Linked DNA regions of Mus musculus: region 2 is linked to region 1. A link is a contact called in public HiChIP or PLAC-seq data. All regions are on one chromosome and are shown on one strand. The core of a region is the stretch at or near the end of the contact, and the rest is flanking DNA. Distances in the headings are between cores, read along the strand shown.

Evidence for each region. HiChIP or PLAC-seq counts read pairs in DNA pulled down with a chosen protein or histone mark.
Region 2: a FOXA1 HiChIP or PLAC-seq map of pancreatic cancer cells shows a contact between it and region 1. The contact joins two enhancer-like sites. A contact is called at or near these places in 3 of 115 datasets of contacts at active chromatin or transcription factors (bone marrow-derived macrophages, heart atrium and pancreatic cancer cells) and 3 of 9 other capture datasets (adipose tissue, liver and pancreatic islet).

The regions. Positions count from the first base shown.
Region 1 is chr17:78,247,249-78,251,225 of GRCm38.p6, reverse strand. All of the region lies in intron 2 of Crim1 (cysteine rich transmembrane BMP regulator 1 (chordin like)), which reads right to left. Among named protein-coding and RNA genes, the nearest start is that of Gm41620, 32 kb to the left of the region's middle. Within about 2 kb of position 2,640, at least 81 of the 459 cell types and tissues checked have an H3K27ac peak or open chromatin away from gene starts, as enhancers often do. A contact at or near this core is called in liver and pancreatic cancer cells, where this site is marked.
Region 2 is chr17:78,386,030-78,390,193 of GRCm38.p6, reverse strand. All of the region lies in intron 5 of Fez2 (fasciculation and elongation protein zeta 2 (zygin II)), which reads left to right. Among named protein-coding and RNA genes, the nearest start is that of Gm32336, 12 kb to the left of the region's middle. Within about 2 kb of position 2,328, at least 57 of the 459 cell types and tissues checked have an H3K27ac peak or open chromatin away from gene starts, as enhancers often do. A contact at or near this core is called in liver and pancreatic cancer cells, where this site is marked.

The DNA of each region.
Region 1 (3,977 bases), core at 1,391-3,890:
TCTAAGGGAGCTGAAAGGAAACACTGCCTGTCTGAATACACACACTTTACAAGGACTTCAATGGAAACCAACTTATTTTCTCAACTACAGAAAAAAAAAAAGAGCCCTTGAAGAAATAATCTTCAAACAGCTGGAAATCCAAGGGAGTATCCAAAAACCACATGAAATGGAATAACCCGGTCACACCTGACAAAGATTCAACAGGTCCAAACATAAGACAGCATTCACCCTATCCCGCACTGGCTCCACGTAGGTGTATTTAGACACACACACCTAGGTATCTAATTTTGTCTGAAGTTTGGGTTTGTGTGGGCTCCTGTTGGTTGGTTTTTCGGTTCTAGACTTCCTTGAAACAGCAAAGCCATTCAATCAGGCCCTGCCACCCAGCACTGGGCAGGGACGTTGCTTTTGGCCCCGTGACTGCCCTGTCCTTTCCAACTTGTTTGAAAAACCTGTGTTGACTGTACTGTGTGGAAAAAAAAATGAAAAGGAAAGAAAAGCCCTGCTGTTGTAATGGTGCCAAAAGGATACAGAAACAAACGCAGATGCTAGAATTTAAGGCATTTCCTCTGCTCTGGGACTATGTCCGTTAACTGAAGGTCAAAAGCACATTAAAGGGCCCCGGGATCTTAAAGCCTTGGGTAGATTTTTTTTTTTTTTTTTGGTCATCCTCTCTTTTTATTAGGTATGCTGGCGACACACATTTAACTGACATTTAACACACTAGAGTTTATTCAGCAGCATATACGGAAAATCCGAACATTACTTCCAAGCTCAGCTTATTTAAAATCCTAGTGCTTTTTTTCTTAACTGATAGTCCAAGTCCCTTTAAAGTGCCAGTGGGCGAAGGAAGTCATTCTTGTGCCCAATTCACATTTACTGCCTCCTTATGCTGCAGTGTGTCTACGCATTGTGATTTCTAACACTTTGGGAACATTCTCTCACTTTTTTTTTATTTTTATCATGCATCAGATGATAGTAAATAACACACGCTGTATCCACTGTCTTGCTCTTTGTAGCAAATCAGCCATGATCATAAACAAATGGTCATGGAGGGAGCGAGTCACGCCATTTGCTGCTATGAGTTGTAATGGATTTTTCGGAAACAAATCTGAAACAGAAGGAACTTTGGAGGAGAGGAGTGGCCAAAAAAAAATAATAATAAAAGAAATCTTGCTGGGCTTGTTACTGGAGAACTGACAGTAAAAAGCATGAAGCATCGAAGTCCCCTCGGGATTTTGTATACAGCTCTAACATGCAGTGAAGACTTCAGTGCCATAAAATTCAGCAAAATCCTCCCACCACAAGAATGGCCAAATACAGGAGCTTCTCCAAGACAAAGTTTCACTTAGAGCAGTGGTCCTCAACTTCCCTAAGCTAGGGTCCTTTAACACAGTTCCTCATGCTGCGGTGACTCCCAACCATAGTCTTTATGGCCAGAGGTTAGAAGGGCATCCATAGCCATCAAAGAGGAGCAAGGCCTTCAGGAAACTTGTAACCAGGGACTGTAAGACCACAGGGGACTCCAGCCATAGTCTCATTACTACTTTGTAACTAATCTTGCTACTGCTAAGAATTGTAATATAGAGATCTATTTTCTGATGATGGTCTTAGTAGATTCCTTTGAAAGTCATTAGACGCCCCCCCCCCCCACACACACACAAAAGGGTTGTGACCCAGAGGGCTGAGAACCGCTGACACAGGGAGAGCTGAAATGGCCTTGACTCTGACAGTTGGAGACCTGACATCCCACGACAGCTTTACCTGTGCCTCCATTTTTTCCTCTCCATAGATAGAAAAATGAAGCAAGCAGTTTGTAAGTTAATAGTCACTCTTCTTCCATTCATCAGAATTCCAGAATGTTCTACATAACTCTGCTGAGAGTCCTCATGGTTACCAGTGGGTATGCCATCTGATCCTGACCCATGACACCTCTTGCCTATTCAGAGGAGACAAACTTTCTGACTTGTTGCTGTAGAAATGTCAACAGAAGGAAGACAGTATTCAACTTTATCTGTTGTGTTTCCTTTGCTTTGTTGGCATGTGGGAAGCTGATAGACAACATAGTTTAATAGCAAACTTGGGTGTGGTTGTCCCAGTGATAAGGGAAATGAAAGTGGAAGGAGGTTGAATAATATTTATTTGAAGAGTTATAGCTTGTTCTTTTCTCCCACAGATGTTTACAAAGCGTATAAAAATCACACCGGCTCTTAGAAAGAATGGCTGGAATGTCTGTATAGCCAGGGAATCCACGGCCATCAAAGAGGAGCAAAGCTTTCAGGAAACTTGTAACCAGGGACTGTAACACCATTACCAGCTTTGTTATATTTAACAGCACATATGTGGATGTGCACACACACACACAGCAGAACTAATGAGACAGACACGCTGATTGCCAAGTATTACCTATTAGTCATATATACACATATGATTACACATGTTAATCCTTGATGTAGAAAAACAAAACAAAACAAAAACAAAAACAAAAAACTTCCCAGAGGCATTTAGCAGACATGGGTCCAGTCAGAGAGGCATAAAGGAACATGCAGATAACATTTTTGAGTCACACATCATGCTAAGATATATAACAAGACCACAGCCTAATTCCATTTGCAACATTCCTGATGGACAGAGACAAGCTGGCTCTCAACAGGAAAGCATTTAGAAGATTCCAGTCTGATTAGCGAGCAGAGGGCCAACAGGTACTAAGAAAGTGTAAATCTTACTTTCTCTTCGGTAAAGCAGAGAGAAATATTGCTGTAAATGTCATGTGGGAAGTAGTTAGGCCGGTTAAAACCCTGACTGCTTACCAAGCCCTGGGATCAGACACAACCGAGAACCTAAGTTTCCGTTTCACACACCAGAGAATGGTGTAAGGTCCCTTGAGGTCAAAGCTCCTAGAATGACCAAAAAGAGACAGGTCAACACACACACACACACACACACATACACACACACACACATACACACACATACACACACACACACACACACACACACACACACACACACATACACACACACACACACACATACACACACACACACACACATACACACACACACACAGACACACACACACATACACACACACACACACACACACACACATACACACACACACATACACACACACACACACACACACACACACACACACACACACACACACACACACAATTTGCAGGAATCATCTGAAAGGCCACACACACTACAAACTGCACCAAAACTCTCATTCGTGGCCTTTTCATCCACTGTTGAAAAGACACACATTGCTGGTATTTTAAAAAGTCTATGAACAGTAAATAAGAATCTCTCATATAATATAATATAATATAATAGAATATAATATAATATAAATACATTAAATGAAACTAGGAGGTCTTCTAGATGCCACTACAGACCCTTCTGGCAGAGCTCAACCAGTGTACTTACCAATCTTATTAATTTCTGTTCTTTTAACAGCAGATATCCTGAACACATTTTTTTTTTAAAGAGAAAAATAAAACCCATTTCATTCTCTGAACTAGATGAAAGGGAAAGGAAAGGGGGGGATGGAGAGACATAGATGACGCTCTTGGTTCATATTACCAGCAAAATGCTTTCCTCTGTTTCATAAAACCTCAATTTTTATCTGCAGACAAATATATGGATACATTGGGCGAAAGTGGTATCAATCTTTAAACATTATTAAATTCCTCTATTGTTCTCTTGTTATTGGAACAGGAAAAGAAAGGCCGCTGATAAGCAGAAAACACTGTACTTGCTTTTCGGGAAATTAAAAAAATTAAAAAAAAAAAAGACTTCCAGCGACAGAGAAAAGAATAAAAGGTTCCCCTACCCGCTGGAAAACTAGGAAGTCGTCAGCCAGAAACAAAGAATACATCCTTGATTCAGAGGAACAGTCCAGCCCCTGAAAACCACACACACATTAATTCATCTTGTGTTAATCTCTTCCCTCCCCAGCTCTGCAGTCA
Region 2 (4,164 bases), core at 1,079-3,578, 140 kb before region 1:
ACACACACACACACACACACACACCACACACACACACAGTGTGATAGTTGAAAAAGTGTCTACAGATAGTCCATGGGACAAAGTGTGGTTGAAATCGTGAGAACACTAGGCAGAGACAGTCAGATACTTGACAATGAAGAATCTAGAGAAAAGGGCTGGGGAACAGTGATTCATGGAAATCTCAGAGGGATCTTAAGTGTCTTTGGACTTCAGTGTCAAAGAAGATGAGTCTGGGGAAAGCGGGTTGAGGATTCATCACTAAGACACCAAGAGAAAGATGCCAGGAGTGAGGGAGGGGAGAAAATTGTGACTGAGTGTTTCCAGGGCGTCCGGTGTTCATAGTGGCAGGAGTACTTAGTTCTCAGCCACAGCTGTTAACTAGTTTCTGTGTTGTGTTCTCTCTCCCTCTCCCCCTCCCTCTTCCTCCCTCCTCCACATTCACATGAATATATGTATATATGTCTATATCCCTAGAGTCTCTTGACTGTCTATTTAGAGGATATTCTGCAGTGATGCAAGGTGAAGTAGAATCTTGCCGTCTGCCACATCGTTTCTCTGGTTTGGCTGATGGCTGGGGAGTGCTTATGGGCAAGGGGCCCTTGGCTGTGGCTACCAGTCCAAGCCCAGCAGTGGATCTGTTGAGAAACTTGAACTTCAGCTTCTCCTGCAAGCATCAGTAGATGTTTTTGTGTTTTCCAGGTTGCTCTATTAGGAAGCCTGGGGTCGCCTTTTTACTTCTTTCTCCCAGGCTAGAATTCCGATGGCGTGAACGTCATCTTTCACAAACAGCCAAGTTTCTTGTAGTTGAGATAGTTCAGACATGTTCACATCTGTGTGCTTACGCAGGAAGACTCAAGTTGCATATGCATCTTATAACTGTGCATTGGCCTTCTTTTTTTCTTTTTGTTTTTTTTTCTTCTTCAATGATTCTAATTAGCTTTTTGACTGGGAAAATTAAGCTAATGAATTTGGAGTGTACTTTCCAAATAGTTTTCTTGTGTGAGTTCTGACTTCTTCATCCAGCTGAGATTTTTGAGTCTGCATCTAGCTTTATCATTTTCTCAGATAATAGAGCCAGGTAATACAGACTGAAAGCAAGCATTTTTTTTCTTGTCATTTTCCAAGGGAATGTAGTTAACTAACAAGCTGACTTGTTTACTTGAAAATCATCTTTTATTGCTGGCTCTGGAGCCTGTGATGTCATCTCTTTGGATAACCTGTTTTACAAACAAGGAACAAATGATAAAATGTGGTGTGTGAAGAATCTACAGAGATAGTTATGCTATGTAGGTTTTTCTTGTAAAAGCAGTCTCTTCCATCCAAAGTAATAGTTATATTCTCAGCAGAGTGAGGAACCAGGGCAATCTCTTGGCCAGGCCATTGGTTCTTGCCAACATAAAACTGTGTATGGGTTTGGGTCTGGGAAAGGCGGGGCACGAGGGTAATGGAGAGGGAGGGGCTTGCAGAATAGCTCCCACAAGGCCAGTGTGGGCACGCTCAGATTTCCAGCAGTGCTGTTGGTTGCCTAGTGTGGCTGGGCCAGAGACTAGTAGCCTGCTCCCTTCAGGATAGCCCTTTTTGTATTTCTCAGCTCTTTGTTAATCAGGATTTCTTTACACTCTTAACGTTTATTGAGAGCCTCAGAGGGCACTCATACATAATTGAATTGGTCAATATTTACTGTATTAAAAGTAAACACGAATAAAAGATTAATTCATTCAAAGTATCAAAGTTCAATGATTAATTCTTATATAAATGGTAAGTTTTAATAGGCTATAACTTTAAAGGTTGGTTAGAGAAGTGTCATTGGTGTTTGTTTTTGTCAGTCTTGTTGATGTACGGCACAGTTGAAGGACATGAGCCTCGGCTCCGCCTCTGCATTCAGTCTGCCCTTTGGAATGTTACACTGTACACTGGGACAGTCTGAGTGAACTGGAGTGTGTATATGGCCAAAGTACATGATGCACTTGAAAGACATGGTATGAAGCCTAACACTATGCTCAATCACAACAATAATAAATTTAAAAAGAAGACAAGCCATATTTTAATAATGTTAAGATAAGTTTGCGTTCCTGCTCCTCTAGAATCTCAGTGACTCTCAGATTGTGCCTGGGCCACACTTTGCGATCACTGGGACTAATGTATACGTTGTCTGAGAGCAGAGAGCATTTCTGTAGCGTTCTTAGGACCTGGAGAATACCTTTACATCCACTCCTTCAGCGTGCTTACTGGTTCAGCTTTCCCCCTAACATTCCAGGGACAAGCACCGTCTGGTGACTCAGAGTGCAGCTTCCTCCTCGGGAGCCTTTCCTTCAGTTAGTCAGGCTGTGAGAATCTCTGCTGCCTTTGACTCGGCTGCTAGCTGGGTGCCAGCGTGCCCCTTGATGATGCGTGTGACTGCAGGCTGGGTGCAAATCAAGATAAGTCACCGAAGGGGAAGAGACAGTCTCACTTGAGTGCAGAGAGTGAATTCTAGGAAGTCTTGGAGGTTGCCAGGAGAACTAAGTTGTAATTGTTTTCTAGAAACAGAGTGAGTATGTTTTCGGGGGTAAATTGGTATCCATGCTGCTCCCCAGGCAGCCTAAGCCGAGAATTCACATTCTCGGTAGCAAGGCAACGGCAGGTGCCTGGAGAGCAAGTGGGAACAGTCGCTAGTCTGAAAATGTCAGGTTCATCTTCCCCAAACTGATGGCGGAAAGATGTACGCTTCAGCTCAGAACAGGCGCGTTGCGAAGGATTAGGCGTTCAAGCTTCCGATAGATAAAGAGTAAACAAGCGGTATCAAAAGGTATCTCAAGGATTGTGCGGTAAACTGTTTAATAAAGTAAGGGTACAGCTGATGTTTGCAACAATTGGAACAAATCTATTAGTTACAGCGGGGAAGCTCTCTGTGGGGATAGTGGCTTACAAACAGTTGGCTCTGCATTGGACTCACGCCGGAATGGAAGTGAAAGCGGTCTCTAAACACCATGATTCTGTCTGCTGTCTGAGAGTGAGTGATCGTGGCATTTTCTAACTGCTTGTCTGTTGGGCACAGAAAGACATCGCGGAACACTCCACTAATAGTCTCTGAACTTCTCTCTCTGTCCTGTTCTTCCTGGGCCATGTCCTGCTGCCTTTAGCGCTTCAGCATGGAAGGGATCTCAAATGTCATTCAGAATGGCCTCCGCCACACCTTTGGAAACTCAGGCGGAGAGAAACAGGTGCTCCGTTTTCCTTCTTTTCCTCACCCTCTGCTTGCTCCTGTGCTCTGCGAGGGCCCTGAAAGTTGTCACTTTTACTAATTGACTGAGAGCATGGGTGGAAGGGGAGGGCTGCAGGTTCATTCTGTCTGTGTCTGAACCGAGATGGACAGAATCTGCCTTTGGGGAGAAAGCGTTGGGATTGGACAACAGACCGATTGCATCCTTAAGCAGGTTTCAGGGCCCCGTTTTCATGCCCACCTTTAACAAATAGATGTTAATAAACTGACGTAATGGCTTGCATGATCGTGAAAACAACTGAACTGGAACATGATACATTGCTGCTAAAATTTAGAAAAGAAGATCTCATTTCGAGGAGAATGTGGCCAGAGCTTTGTTACCTTTGAGATTAGAGTCTTAGGTAAAAAATATGCAGCGAGCAGATCTTACCTCTTTTATCTGACGTTGGGCGTTTTGTATGGTGAGCCAGCTCAGTCGTCAGCCTAGTGAGGAGTAAGACGACGACGTCATGGATGCAGAATTATATGCTGTGAGATGCGTAGTCAGATGTGTCGCAACTTGGTTTGTATTTAGGGTTTTACATAATTCAAAGGAGGGTCACGAACATGGGAATGTATATATTGGTGAATGTATTTGAAATCATCTTCCACTATTTGAAAATTCTACCTGACTGAGACACTCTTGTAGGCCAGGTCCTGGCTGAATAAGAAGGTGCGCCACTGTAAGATGTAGGAAGTCCAAATGCCTAGAGATTCTTCAGGGTTAGTTTTTTGTGTATCACTCAAGATGGGAAAGAGTTGGTATTAGAGAGGGCAGCTTCACCCTGACATTCACAGCTGATAGGGAGGCCCCTTGGGGATGGGTGAATTCTAGTTGTTATTCCGTGCCCCTTGCCTCCGTCAACCTGCAGGATGGAAACATAACCTCCAGGTGATATGGCTCATGAGGAGGTGGCCACGGG